Regions from separate parts of the Arachis hypogaea genome. Here region 1 is linked to region 2. Evidence: chromatin contacts called from public Hi-C data. All regions are on one chromosome and are shown on one strand. Each heading gives the region's core, a stretch centred on a gene start, on an enhancer-like site or on the middle of the called end of the contact. The rest is flanking DNA. Distances are from core to core; before and after follow the strand shown. Region 1 holds the start of LOC112763855 (24-methylenesterol C-methyltransferase 2). Region 2 holds the start of LOC112766720.

The links. Hi-C and Micro-C count contacts between places; a contact is called where the count stands out from the background.
Region 1: a Hi-C map of leaf shows a contact between it and region 2, with 6 times the contacts expected there. The contact joins the promoter of LOC112763855 here to the promoter of LOC112766720 in region 2. A contact is called at or near these places in 3 of 8 Hi-C or Micro-C datasets (leaf and an unstated tissue).

What each region holds. Positions count from the first base shown.
Region 1 is chr17:106,356,728-106,364,269 of arahy.Tifrunner.gnm2.J5K5, forward strand. LOC112763855 (24-methylenesterol C-methyltransferase 2) reads right to left here and starts at 4,889. Exons shown (of 3, transcript XM_025809411.3): 1 at 4,750-4,889; 2 at 2,651-4,454; 3 at 1,480-1,888. The coding sequence starts at 3,761. The coding sequence ends at 2,667.
Region 2 is chr17:106,148,649-106,155,494 of arahy.Tifrunner.gnm2.J5K5, forward strand. LOC112766720 reads right to left here and starts at 3,039. Exons shown (of 14, transcript XM_025812613.3): 1 at 2,609-3,039. The coding sequence starts at 2,779.

The DNA.
Region 1 (7,542 bases), core at 3,639-6,138, 210 kb after region 2:
TCCTATATTTCGTCTGCCAACCCGGTCCTTTTGTCAGTTTTTTGGTGAAAATTTGACCGAAATTGCTGACATGTCAGGTTAAAAAATGGACAGGGACCTAATTGTCTCTAAATTTAAATTAGTTAGAGGTTTATTTGTCCGTATTATTCTTTAAATAATATTTTTTAATTATTTTTTTATTCATTATATTAATATTATTTTTTTAATAAATAAGTATAAACTAATTAATAAATTATTCAAATTTAAAAATATCATTTATTATAAAACCAAATAAATAATTTTTAAATATATAAATAATAAACATTAAAATTCAGTTAATACATTAATAATAATAACCCTATGATATACTATTAGTATTATGATTTAGCTAATTTTTACAATAAAGTGAAGAGATAAAAAATTAAATTTGTTACTAGTAAAAAAAAGTTTACTATATATCAAATAATGTGTTCATTATTTATAATATTAATAGTATATCATAGGGTTATTATCACCAATGGATCCATTCCTATAGGTGTGGGGGCAAGCGCCCCACTACAGTTTGAAATTTTATTGAGTAGTATATAATAATAATATTTATTTGCCTCCATTAAATTATTAAATTTGACCCCATAATAATTTTTTATTCAACTTTCGACACTTGATAATCAATTTGAGAACTTCATATTAGATTTTCATTATAATAATCAAATTTTAAATTTAAATAAGATTGGTGTTCTTTTTTAGAAATCGACTCAAAAGAATATTATCTATCTATTTGTGTTTCTTCTTTTGAAATTAGCTTTAGTTTTTTTTTTCATAATAACTATACTAATTGAATGAATTTTTTCAACTATGAATATCATCAAAAGCTAATTGTATGAAAGTTGAGTTTTAAATCATTGTTTAACGACATATACAAAAAAAAAGACATTTTTTTACTAAAAAATGGACATTTTAATTATATTGTCAATGTTTCAAAATATGAAATATAAAAAATTAAATTTTAAATTATGTGTTATTATTTAAAATTACTATTTTCGTATTTTAATTTGTAATTAGATATCTTGAAACCTAATCATATTTTATAATAATAAAATATAATTATAACATCAATTATGCTATGTAAATATAAAATAATCACTTGTGCAGAATAAATCTTAAAATACAAATTTCGAAATACAAAATACACATTAAAAATAAGTTCATATATACTCAAATTTATAGTAGATAATTTGATAGCTAATTTTTTATGTAAACGTAATATTTTTATTATAAAAATTATTATCATGTTATATATATTTCGCCTCCACTATCAAAATTTTTTGGATCTTTCACTAGTTATTATTATTAATGTATTAACTGAATTTTAATGTTTATTATTTATATATTTAAAAATTATATTTAAAAATTATTTATTGGTTTCATAATAAATGATATTTTTAAATTTGAATAATTTATTAATTAGTTTGTACTTTTTTATTTAAAAAAATATTAATATAATGAATAAAAATATAATTAAAAATATTGTTTAAAGAATAATAAAGACAAATAAACCTCTAACCAATTTAAATTTAGAGACAACTACGTCTCTGTCCATTTTTTAACCTTATACGTCAGTAATTTCCGTCGAGTTTTCGCCGAAAAACTGACAAAAGGACCGGATACAGAGTTAGGGACCGTAATAGAACATATTTTTTGTTAAGAATCGTCTTGTCATTTTGAGAAATTGACAGGGACCGAATTGGTATTTACTCGGAAAAGAACCAAAGAAGAAAGGGTGTTAAATGTGATACGCTTTTACTTAACACACGCCTAGGTGGCGTCGTCACGGGAACACGATGAGAGCAAGGATTGGCAGATCCAAAGCAAGTGCTGGCCAGATGTCGTTACATGTGTGGCACGTCAGCTTTCAACAAGGAAGAAAGAAAAAAAAAACAACATAAAAATCGACGCACAACGTGACAAGAGTAAAGGCACACACAAAAAAAAAAAAAAAAAAACACAACAAAGCAGGGCCAGATTCAGATTCAGACCTCAGAAAAGCACAAGCAAGACCACGTTACGGGTACTATACTACGAGTCTAAAGTTATCACTAGTGGTTGCCACCTAAGCGCACGCTAGTGTAGTCATCTAACATGTGCGGGTACAACTCTTATTTCATTTTCAGACTTTCACACATCTACCCAACTTTTTTAACCATCTAATAATCCCATCTAATCAAAATCAAAATCAAAATCAAAATCTTTAACAACTGGCACCCTAATTCTGAAGTATGCGAGTTTTCGGAATCATTCAATCGAATAATTGAAGTGACCCCCCTCTCTCCCCTTAAAATACGCCAGTTAAATCAGACAGTTCTCAACCTCCATCAAAGACCAACCACCAAACAATCAGAAGGAATTCTACTAAATTAAAGGAGACATTAACATGAATTAATTATAAGGCGACTGCTTGAACAAAAAGCTAAAATCAAAGATCTCAAAAACCAAACTACACCGAGTTCACATAAATAAAAATAAGCTAAATCCAAATTGAAATTAAAATTATAAAAAAAAAAAAGAAACGAAGAATAAATTTGGGGATGGTGGTGGCAGCTAGCGGAGGCACATTGAAACAGGTTACCAGGTTTTTCCTTTTTTTCTTTTTTTTTTTTCTTTAACAGAGTACCTGAAAATGATGATGACTAAGATGATGTTGTAGTAGTAGGAGGGGATTTTGGTTTTCTGCAGAGGACCATGTGCATCGGTGAGAAAATCCCAGTGTCACCACCTCTGGTCAAATAGTCAGCGGTCTTGAATAGCATCTCGTGAACATCCACGGTACCCTTGGGGGCAATCCCCAGCGCCGCCAGAACAGTGACCACAATGTGGTTCCTCCAGTAAGCGATCCGACCCATCTTGAGCCGGCTCCACCACGGCTGAGCCGGCGGTTTAGCCAGATCCTGCTCCTTAACCACCTCAAACCCTACCTTCCTAGCCGTCTCAGCAATATCAGCGTAGCTCCTAAGCCCAGGCAAAGCGTCACCTCTCTCGATTCCCTGAATGATCTCCACGTGTTCAGGGTTTTCACCTCTATACTTGTCCGTCGTAACCCACTCATAAGAAACGTAGAGTGCGCCAGGTTTCAAAACCCTAAAAATTTGAGCGTACACATCTTCGAGCTTGGGTGCGTGACAAGTGGCTTCTATGGAGTACGCGCCGTCAAAGCTGTTATCAGGGAACGGCATCTCCAAGAAATTGCCGCACACAACTTCGCAGAGAGAGTCCAGCCCGGCCTTCTTGTTATGGATCCTGGCCCGGTTCACCTGGTACTCGTTGATGGTGATGCCCACCACGTTGGCTCTCGAGTGGGCTGCGATGGCACGCATGGGCCCACCTACTCCGCACCCGACGTCCAGTATTCTGTGACCAGGCTTCGCCTGGATGAGATCGACGGCCATCTCCTCGTGGAGGCGCGTGGCGTCACGGTGGGACTTGCCGGGTATTGAAGGGGAGAAATGGAAGGACTGACCCCAACCCCACTCGTAGATGTCAGTTACGAGGTTGTAGAATGTGTCGACGAAGTCTGGAACCTTCTCGGCGGTTTCGATTTCCTTTGGGCGGCGGAAGAAGGACCAGTATTGCTTGTAGTTGTCTTGGACTTTCTCGGCGGATATGGAGCCGCCGGACAGATCGGTGGCGCGCTTGCCCTTCTGCTCGGCGGGGCCCAAAATGCAGACGAACCAGTAGAGGCCGCCGGCGAGAAGTGCTCCGGTACAGAAGAGAGAGAGCGAATCCATTGGGAGAGGGAAGAGAAAGAAAAGGGGCAGAGAATTTCTCAGCCTACTTTACTTTGGAGGCGCTGGATGTGTTAACTAGCTAGTACTCCTCTCTAGTTAAGTGAAGCGAGACCCTTTGTCTTTCTCTCCCACATATTTATTATTATTTTTTTTTTTAATTTTATTATTCATTTCAACCAAATAGATACATCCTCAAAATAATAATCTCACGGAAAAAAAAACACTAATGACAAATTATGTTATCATATATAGAAGAGAAATTTTTCGAATGGGTAATTTTTTTATTAAACCAAATTGTTTTAGCATATCAGATATTTTCTGCGACCTTATTATATTTATTTATTACTTATTAATTTCAAGGGAAAAAAAATCTTCTGTGTCTTTTGTTTTTGTGTCCGTCCACGTGCTTGGCGCGTGAATTCTGGTTTGTTTTGTTTAATCAGATGAACAACCCAACCCCCCATTGTTTAGGCGATGGTGAAGATCTAAGAAATAAATCTTCACATGAAGAAGACAAATCTAATGGTAATAAATAGACATGTGGCTTGGTATGACATATAGCTAAGTTCCCTCGAATACACCATAAAACTTGTCTAATGTACCTGCTGCCGCATGTTAAACCTGTCGCCGCCGAAGTATCACCGAGTTATCGTGTTGGAGATTGCCTCCTCCGGCCATAACGGACATTGGACCCTGAATAATTTGGACGGCACTAGAGCTTGAGTTTAGCAGCTTAAAGGGGGTGTTTTGAGCCGCCAAAAAAATAAGGAACAAGCAATTTCGAACCAATTTAAATTAGCTGAGTGATTAATTCAATCTTTTGTTTAAATAAATGTTCGATGGTCCAATTCCACCATTTCAAAGCAGTAATTATTTGTCTCTCAACAAATTCTTAACTAGAATTTAAATTTACGAACTTGCAGTGGAGGATGTACCACTTTGGGAGCACTAACGACAAACGTGCAGGCTAAGAAAGAGGGAAACTTACAGCGCCGATGGAGTTATTAACGAGATGGCGCCAGGGTCACGGTGGTGGTTTGTGAGTCATTCTTGACTTCTTGTGATGAGAGAGGAGGAAATTAGGACCAAAGAAGATGACATGATCTTCTCTCATCATAAACACATGGCATACATCTTCAGATTAATAGTGTCTTATAGAAAGGACAATTTTTCTTTCTTGATTATAACATCCACTAATTTTCTATTTTTCGTTAATTATCTTATTTAAATGAATAACTTAGTGTCACTATGAATACTTAATTAATAATATATGAATTATAAGATATTATGGGCAAGACAAGAATGTATAATTCAAAAATTCAATTGTCACAAAAAAATTCAAAAATTAAATAAATCTATTAAACTAAAGTTAGCATTTTAACATAGAATCTGGAAGTCCTAAGATGGCCGCCTCGACCACATGTAGAGGTAATTAGATTTAAACTCAAATTAATTACATTAATTATATTTGATAGGTGAATAACAAAAGTTAACTTATAATCAGTTAATAAAAAAAATTGAAAATCAAGTATTTAAAATTCATACAAACTGGTCATTAGTTGATTTTTATTATTTTTAATTTATCCATTATTGATTATTGATTAATAATTTAAGTTCACAAAATTAAAAATTAAAAATTAAAAAAATGCAACAAACGCAGCACAAGGCTTTCTTCTTCTTCTTCTTATTATTATTATTATTATTATTATTATTATTATTTTTTTTTTTAAAGTTAAGAATAAGACTCAAACTCGCCCGCTCTAAATAAATATGGAAAGACTATATTATTTAAGATATAATTCATTGACATCATTATTATTATTATTATTATTATTATTTCTAGAATCTAAATTATTATTTATTTATTCTTTATTTTTTTTTTATTTATGGGCTAAGTCCATTAACCTTGTCCGGATTCCACAGCTCCATCCATCCATTCTTAGGGATGTCAGTGGAGTGGGTAGGGACGACCGGACGAGTATTTGTCCTATCCAACTTTGTTCCGTCCTCTTTGCACTCTTATACTACCCGCTTCACTCCTATCCGGAGTATTACTCTAACTCGCCCCACCCTTATCCGCTCTTATAAAAAATAAATAATATTTTAATTTTTATATATTCTTATATAAATTAAGATAAAAATTTAAAATTTATATTTAAATTAAAATACAAACATAAGATTTATATAATGTCAAATAACTTGAAATTAAAAAAAGTTAATAATTGATCATTACAAATTTCACACTATAATAAAAAAAAAATCGCATCATTAAATATAAGAGAATTTTCAATTTTTATTCTTGATCACTTTTCACATCTTCATCATCACTAAAGGTTTGAAGGTCAAAATTTAAACTTAAAAATAAAAAAAAGATAGCAATTAATTGTCACCAAATTAAGAAGTTCTATTTCAAAAATAAAACATAATACTCTACATCAAAAACTTATTGTAAGATTGATAATACATACTAGAGATGAGTCGCCAATGTGCAAAACGGGCAGCGTAGCGTCCCCATGAAGACTGTAGTTGCCGTTGCGCTTGATTCATCCTCTTCTCTGTTCATTTCAAGCCTTTAAAAAATGAAATATTATCTAAACCTTCAATTGAATAATACCAATATAGAAACCAATTCAATTAGACACATTTTATGGATTCCCTACTTTGTAGACTAGTTTATTGGCTTTACCGTTTCAATAACTTGGCGTCAACTTTGGCAAATGCTTCCTCTAATACTTCTTCAATGGCTTTGAAATCTTTCTCAACCAATATTAACCCACCTTGTAAGGGTTCAAGACACTCCTTGTAGAATTTCTCCCTATAATTTGTACTTGGCACATCAAATCAACAAATCAGATTATGTAAAGAATAATAATTCAACTCATTACATATCCTTAAATTAATTAATATTGTGTATCCTATGAAAATAATTAACAATGTGTATTAACATAGAACGTGCTTGAGAAACTCAACAAAAACACTCCTAATATTAGCTTTATTATCACTTTTAACAGGATTTGATTCTTCTAAATTTAAAACATTATTATCGTTGCTTGTGGAGTTTCTACAATCAAACACATTAATATATTAAATTATCATATATTATATATATGTCCTTATAATCACTAAACATGACAAAATAGTGAAAAACATACCTATCACAAGTATTGCACATTGTACTCACCTATCAACTCAATTCATTTTCATTTTTTGAACATTGTCAAATTTAATTGTATGATTTTGGGCATGCTTGCCTTAGGTTTTAGTTTGATATCATTTCATTTCTGGATATGGTTGACTATTTATTCATCGGTTATTATTAGAAGGTTTGTGAAATCACCGAAATAAATTTGAAACATTTTAATAGTAGCCAAATTAAATTGATAACGGTATGCACACAAGGATAATTAATTAAAAATCATCTTTACCATAAGACTAGTTTCAAGGCAAAATCATGAAATGCTATATGTACACTTAATTCAATTGTGTTCACACGATAAACATGTAAGCATATTTTTTTGAATAATAACTGATAAATCATATTTTTTTGGTATAGGTTGTTGTTCATTATTTGTCAAAATTTTTAGTTCAATTTTTTTTATAGTTATTTCAAACTGAGCTTCCTGTATTTTTTGCAGAGATGGTAGAGCATGCTTGTGTGATGGCAAATCTACAAAGACAGAGGGGCTCAGAGGCTTACAGACGGTCAGAGACAGAGAAAAAAGGCTCCGGTGACAGGCTCACATGCAATGGCGACGATCAATCTCACAACGACGACGACTAA
Region 2 (6,846 bases), core at 1,789-4,288:
TTTTTTCTGTCAGACAATGTCTGTTTGAGGCACAAAAGGGTACACTGTATTTCACAATTCACTTAATTTTTCAGTTATATTTTTGTTGTCATCTTTTTCGTTGGATCCATTATGTGTTTAAGTTAAAGTTTCATTGGGCCCAATGAGAATTATTGGCAACTTCCTGCTATTGATTGATCCAATAATTTGCCCAATTCATACAGGCCACAGAAAGTGACAAAAATCACAAAGCCTGTGTGGTACGGTGTTTACAGTGGATGATATATATATATATATATATGTACAGTTATTTTTAATTTTTTATATGAATTTAATAATCGAGAGATGTTAGATAATAATTTAATTAAATATATTAAATTATTTAATAATTATTAACTAATAACTTTATATAAAGACTACATAAAATTTTTTATCATATATTATAAAAAAATTAAATATTTTTAAAATATCAGTATTTTTGTCATTTTAATCGTTGATTTCAATTATTTCATATCATATATATTTTTTATCATCGAGATCAATGACTATAACTAATGAAATACCAGTATTCTAAAAACAATTTCTTATATTGTAATATTATAAATGTACCAAAAATAGAGAAGCTTCCCCTTGAAAAAAACAAGGCTCACAATTCACGTATAACGTGTAAGACAAGAAAATCGAATAATTGAAAAGGCCAAAGAAACTGGAGGCATTAGGAATATAAGTCACAGCGCATCTCACTGAAAAATAGGCCAACAAAAACAAAAGAAAAAAGAAAGAGCTATTGACCAAATAAATAAGAGAAAGTATAGAAAATTAATTTTCAGTTAGTTAATATTAATTACTTTTAAAATTAAAAATTTATGATTTATAGTCTAAATTTAAAATAAATAAAAAAGTTTAAAAAATTAATTAATATTGATTGAAAAAAATTACTTAATAAAAAAAATTAAACTGAGAAAAGAACGGGGGGCAAATGAATACTCCTAAACATGGATGGGAAGGAAGTTTCTTTGGCGGGGTAACTAGGACATGTTAGTTTAAGATTGAGCTCCTAATGAACACTCCAAGACACGCGATGACGAGAAGGAAGTTTCTTTAGTTGAGTAAGGACAAACAGATGAAGGCACACTATCACGTTAACTCTTTCTAAACAAATGTGATCGTCTTATTGAGGTGCAAAAGTCTATTAGAACAATTATTGCTGCCCACTGCCCAATACATTTGAAGTAGGCTACCCATCAATTCATCGACTCAGTTCACATTTAATTTAAAAAGTTGTACAAACAATCTGACATATTCTCTATAATGAATGTTATTAAACAATAATATTTGTTGAACTATTTGTTATCAAGTGCTTATGTAATTTTCACTAGCAAATTATAATCTTTTAATAAATAATACTTTACATGTTTAGTTCATCCTGCATAAAATAAATGTATCCTTTAGAAATTAAAAAATGTTCGAATTTATTTTATTTAGTATTATTAATTATTGTTAAAGTTAATAAATACTAAATAAAATAAATTTTAACTTTTTTTACTAATCTTTTTTAATTATCAAACATTTTTGTTTGTCGATTAACAAATTTACATAGTATCTTTTATTATTAATATAACGTTCAACTGAACTATATTGATTTATTGACTCTGTTCTTTTTTTTTTTTCTTAACATTGTTATACAGAGTTTCTCAAAATTGAAACAAGAACAACACAAAAATCTGATTTTATTTTTAATTTAAGCTACATTCATAGTAAATATTACATACGTAAAGGGTTCTGCAAGTGTTGTGTACTGCATGCAAATTAAATTTCACCTACCAGTCTATCATTACACCTATAAATTTTTCTACATAACAAAACCTCCACGCAGAAAGATGATGCTCTTGTAGCATTTGAAAATAATTAAGACCGGTATGACAAGTATTCACTCAAGTAATATAAAAAAAAAAGGAAAAAAAGAAAAAATACTAAAGAACTAATAGAATTTATCATTTTGGTTAATCCTTAGTTAACAATATTTAAAGTGTGGGATAAAAATATATTATTAAATTATTAGACTAAAAGAATTGGATTGATAGAGGACAAAAACAATTCTATTAGACTGCTAGTCTTTCAGCTTTTCTCGAAAAGAAATTAAAGAAAACTAAGTAATTTTGAATTTCTATATACAACACTTTCCTAATTTGTTGTGAAATGTGATGATAAATGGGGTTTATTTGTTGCTTAGCAGTTCCTATTGGTTTCCTCGCTTTTGACGTTAACGTTTTGCATTGCCAGTTTTAATTAAAAACTGTTATTAGATAAGTAATCAGATTCAATTCTCCTCCCAAAAAGGGAAGAGATTTAAGATTGAATTGAAGGCTTTAAATATCTGAATTAGCAGCTTTGCTTACGACAATAATATTTGCCAGTGGCATAGTTAAGAAGAAGAAAATTGGCTAATGTTTATTTAAATGTAAGACAAAAACAAAGAAAAAATGTTAGTCACTTGACATTTCTCGTTCTGAATATGTATACGCCTACAGCAGAGATAATAACTACCAAGTGCATATGCATTATTGATGAATACTGGTGATGAGGGTGAAGAAAGGAAGAGAGGGAATTATGATGGTTGGTAACTAACCGCTTGTTGAAAACCAGTGAGGTAGATGGCAAGGGAGCATTCATCCTCTCCGGGACAGAGTGCCGCCATGGTTACATCCGTGATGGCTGGTATTACCATATGAGTGGAGAAGTTATGAAGAAAAACCGTCATAAAGAGGTGGCTCAACCCATACAAATACAATTTATCCATAATTATATTATTTTTCTCTCCCACGCACTAACACTATAGTAGAGCCCTTTCTTTATTGATCTCTCAGCTTCAATTCCTTTGATTTAACAAAGCTTCCTATCTGTCTGTCTTACTGGGAAAGCCACCAGCTCTTTATATATCACATTTGTGCGTGTATATTTGTGATTGTGAGTAGGGTCACATAGAGTAGTTAATCACTTCAATTATTAATAATAGGAGCAAGCGTAGTGTATACTTGCGATTGCTTTACGTGAAATATCGCGATTTGCATGTCAAACGGAGACAAATTAAATAAAAAAAAAATATTATTTGTATACTAAAATAGTTACTAAAATTAATCACTATATATTTGTATATAAATATATGTATTGTTTAATTTATTTTTAATATATATTTTATATTTTAACATATATATTATATTAGTGACTGATTTTAATGTATACGTAATATGATTGAATTAAATATACTAAAAAACCGGAAAGGACGACAGAGATAGGTGTTCCTTCCTAATCCTTTTTCTCATGTGGTGCATCAAATCGTGGTGAACTGTCAACTAATATATAGATATAACTAGGTTCCAAAGGGTTCAATAATAATAATAAGTGTTAAAGATACACTTTCTCATTAGTGATGAAATTGATTTTTGAACAATATAATCGCACTATTATTGTTCATTTTAAGCTTCTACTACTAATTGGGCTGTAACTCACGGGGGAGAAACTACATAGGCGACAAAAATGGGGGATGCGTAGCTTGAAAGATAGTATGAAATTTGTAGGATTAACTTACGCCTCGAAGCGTGCAAGTTTGATGCAGTGCATCCATTTTCCAACAGGCGTCCAAAATGGTCAAATTGGACCCCACGATACTTGCATGTATAAATGTATTAGGAGACGTTGGATTAGGAATACATCATGTATACTTGTTGCATGTTTATTTCTTTTGCCTTTTTCAACCTGTTGTATCAAAAGCATTAGATTAGATAGCGTAGGGAAAATAACATAGAATAGAATCATTAGATAGCATTGAGTATCTAATTATTATTTAGTTTCTTTATTTAAAAAATCTAACTTCGGCGAGAGAGGAGTTAGCCATGATGAAAAGCATAATAATCATAATTTAAGTGATTATTCATATAAAAAATATCTTTACATGTAAATGATAATTGAAAATTATAGATGATTTAATATATTTAATTAAATTATTTAATATAGTATTAATTATATTAGGTATAAACAAAAAATTAACTATTAAATAAGTTAAAATAGTACATATATTTATTGAAAATATATTAATAATATATTTATATATATATATATATATATATATTCGAAATTTAATAGATTAATAAAATTTATAAATTTAAATATATTACTCCTATTGAATATTCAAATTCATTTTTTTATTACTATCTTTTTTATTTTGTGATTTTATTCTATATATATATATATATATATATATATATATAGTTCTCTGGTGACTAAGGCAGTAGTGGTCAAGGGTGGCCAAAGATTGACCCACAAATAAAAGGTTAACATGTGGAATGGTTGATTATAATAAGAATCATTTTAAAAGTATGTTTTTGTGAATTACATTAAAACAAGGAGTTATAATTTTCACAAATTTTCAAAAAAAATTTTGTGGGCCTTCGACAATCTAGACAAAAAAATGGGAAAAACTAAATTATAAGAAAAAAACAAGAAAAATATAAATAAACCGACAAAAAATTTACTCAATTTGTTGGTTTGGAATTCAATTAAGTAAATTTAAAAATAACAAAAAATAATAAGATTTTTTTATAAACTTTAAATTAATGTCGTAGTTTCTTATTTTTTATTTTTTTACTTGGTTTCTCATTTTTATTAATTGCACAGTTTTTTGTTTATATCTTTTTTTCGGTGTATTTATATTTTTTTTATTTTTTCTTATAATTTAGCTTTTCTCATTTTTTGTCTACATTGTCGAAGGCCTACAAATTTTTTTTTGAAAATTTGTGAAAACTATGGCTCTTGTTTTAATGTAACTCACAAAAACATATTTTTAAAATGATTCTTATTATAATCAACCATTCTACATGTCAACCTCTTATTTGTGGGTTAATTTTTTGTCACCTTTGACCACTACTTCTTTGGTCACCAGAGAACTCTCCATATATATATATATATATATATAGTGTGTATACATATAATATTTTTAATATAATATACATGAATATCTTAACTATTATTTTTATATAAAAATATTTTTATGCAAGTAGCAATCGAAAATTTTAACGTGTGACTAACTAGTAAGCATTTAAAAGCAAAGATGATGTTACCAAATATGAGACCAATGATAATATTTGTTTGAAAAACAAATAATCATTTTGTTATTCCTTCATCAAAGCTTCCATATCTTATCCAGTTTTTTTAGAGCCCGCTGCTATCTTTTCATCCCAATGATGGGAAGCATAAGTACGATATGACCTTTAATAATTTGGTGACCGGTATCGTATTACAGTATTACTTTTGCAAGTGACATATCGAGCATTGCTCACAGTAACGAAAACTTTGAATTGTAAATTAGAGTGAATTAATCAACTGATCAAGTACCTTATTCGATTAATTACTATATGACATTACTATATCCTAGCACTACTTTTTCTCTCCTTTCAATAATCCTCTTAAGAAAAATATACGTGGGTTGGAATGTCTTATAATTAGAGGGCCATTTTTGAGTACAAGACTTTGTAAGTGATAACTTTTTTTCTTGATAAATAATTGATAGTTTTTGGGTCTGAAAATTGATACTTTGTTTAAGTGATATCAAGCTGCATTAATGGTGACTTTTTTTTTTTATAAAAATGGTGGGTTTAGAAGTTGAAAAAGACAATTCATACACCCAAATATGGCCCACTACCAAGCTTGGGAAAAGGCCCAATGTTCCAAGTATAACCTTGAGACCAAAAATTTGAAAATCTGGTTAAGACTTGAGACAAAGAGTATATATAAATATATAATCACAACCCAATGACTAGCAATAGACCCCTTAAATAAAGCTCATATATATATATATATGAAAAGGAGACCAACTGAAAAATTTGAATCAACTAAGACCAATAAATTACTATAATTATATATTATATATACTAGCGGTTCAATAGGTACTAACCATGAAATTTTTTTAATTTGTGAATTGTTGTTGTATCTTTCTAAAATATGGAACGATTTAATTTAGAGAGTAGAAATTGAATCTTTCGATTTTCGAAAGATATCCAAAAATCAGACCCTCTAATTTTTGTACTCGAACCCTCTAATTTGTGGAAATTTTTTTTAAATAAATAAAATAAATATTTTATTTACCAAAATATACAATTTCTAGCATTTTTATGAAAATCCATCATATGTCTTATCTTGTTTACAATAACAAAATAAGATTAGATGTATCTCATTTACACTGTAAACGAGATAAGAGTGAAAACGACATATAATCACATTTGTACATATGATGTGTAACAACCTTATCTCGTTGACAGTGTAAACAAGATACATGTAATCTTATTTCATTTATACTGTAAACGAGATAAGAGAGGATGCGGCCTATATATATAATTTGTTTATAGCGCCCTTTAGATAGACATTTGTCCTATTTCTTCAACTTTTCTCCAACTTCTACCATTTTCTAATCATATTATCGAATTACTCGACTATTATGATGCGCACAGATGCACGTTATCCGAACATTAACCAACTGAACGCAACATGGCACATCACTAAGGCAGTTGACTTCAAGGTTAGTCTTTTTTTTTTTTATGTTTATGTTAGAGCATGTATGTGTAGCTATGTTTAGGATACTTTTATAAAAACTAATACACAATATATGTTAGGTGGGCGAATGCATTGTTAATAAGAGTTAACTGATAGGATATGATTTTAGGTTTTAGTAAAATTAATTTTTAGGTAAATTTTAATTTAATTTTGTTTTTATTTAAATTAAGTTATTAAGTATATGTTTATGAATTTAGTTATTAATTATTTAAGTAAGTATCTTTATTTAAATTAATATATTAACACGATGTTTATTAATTT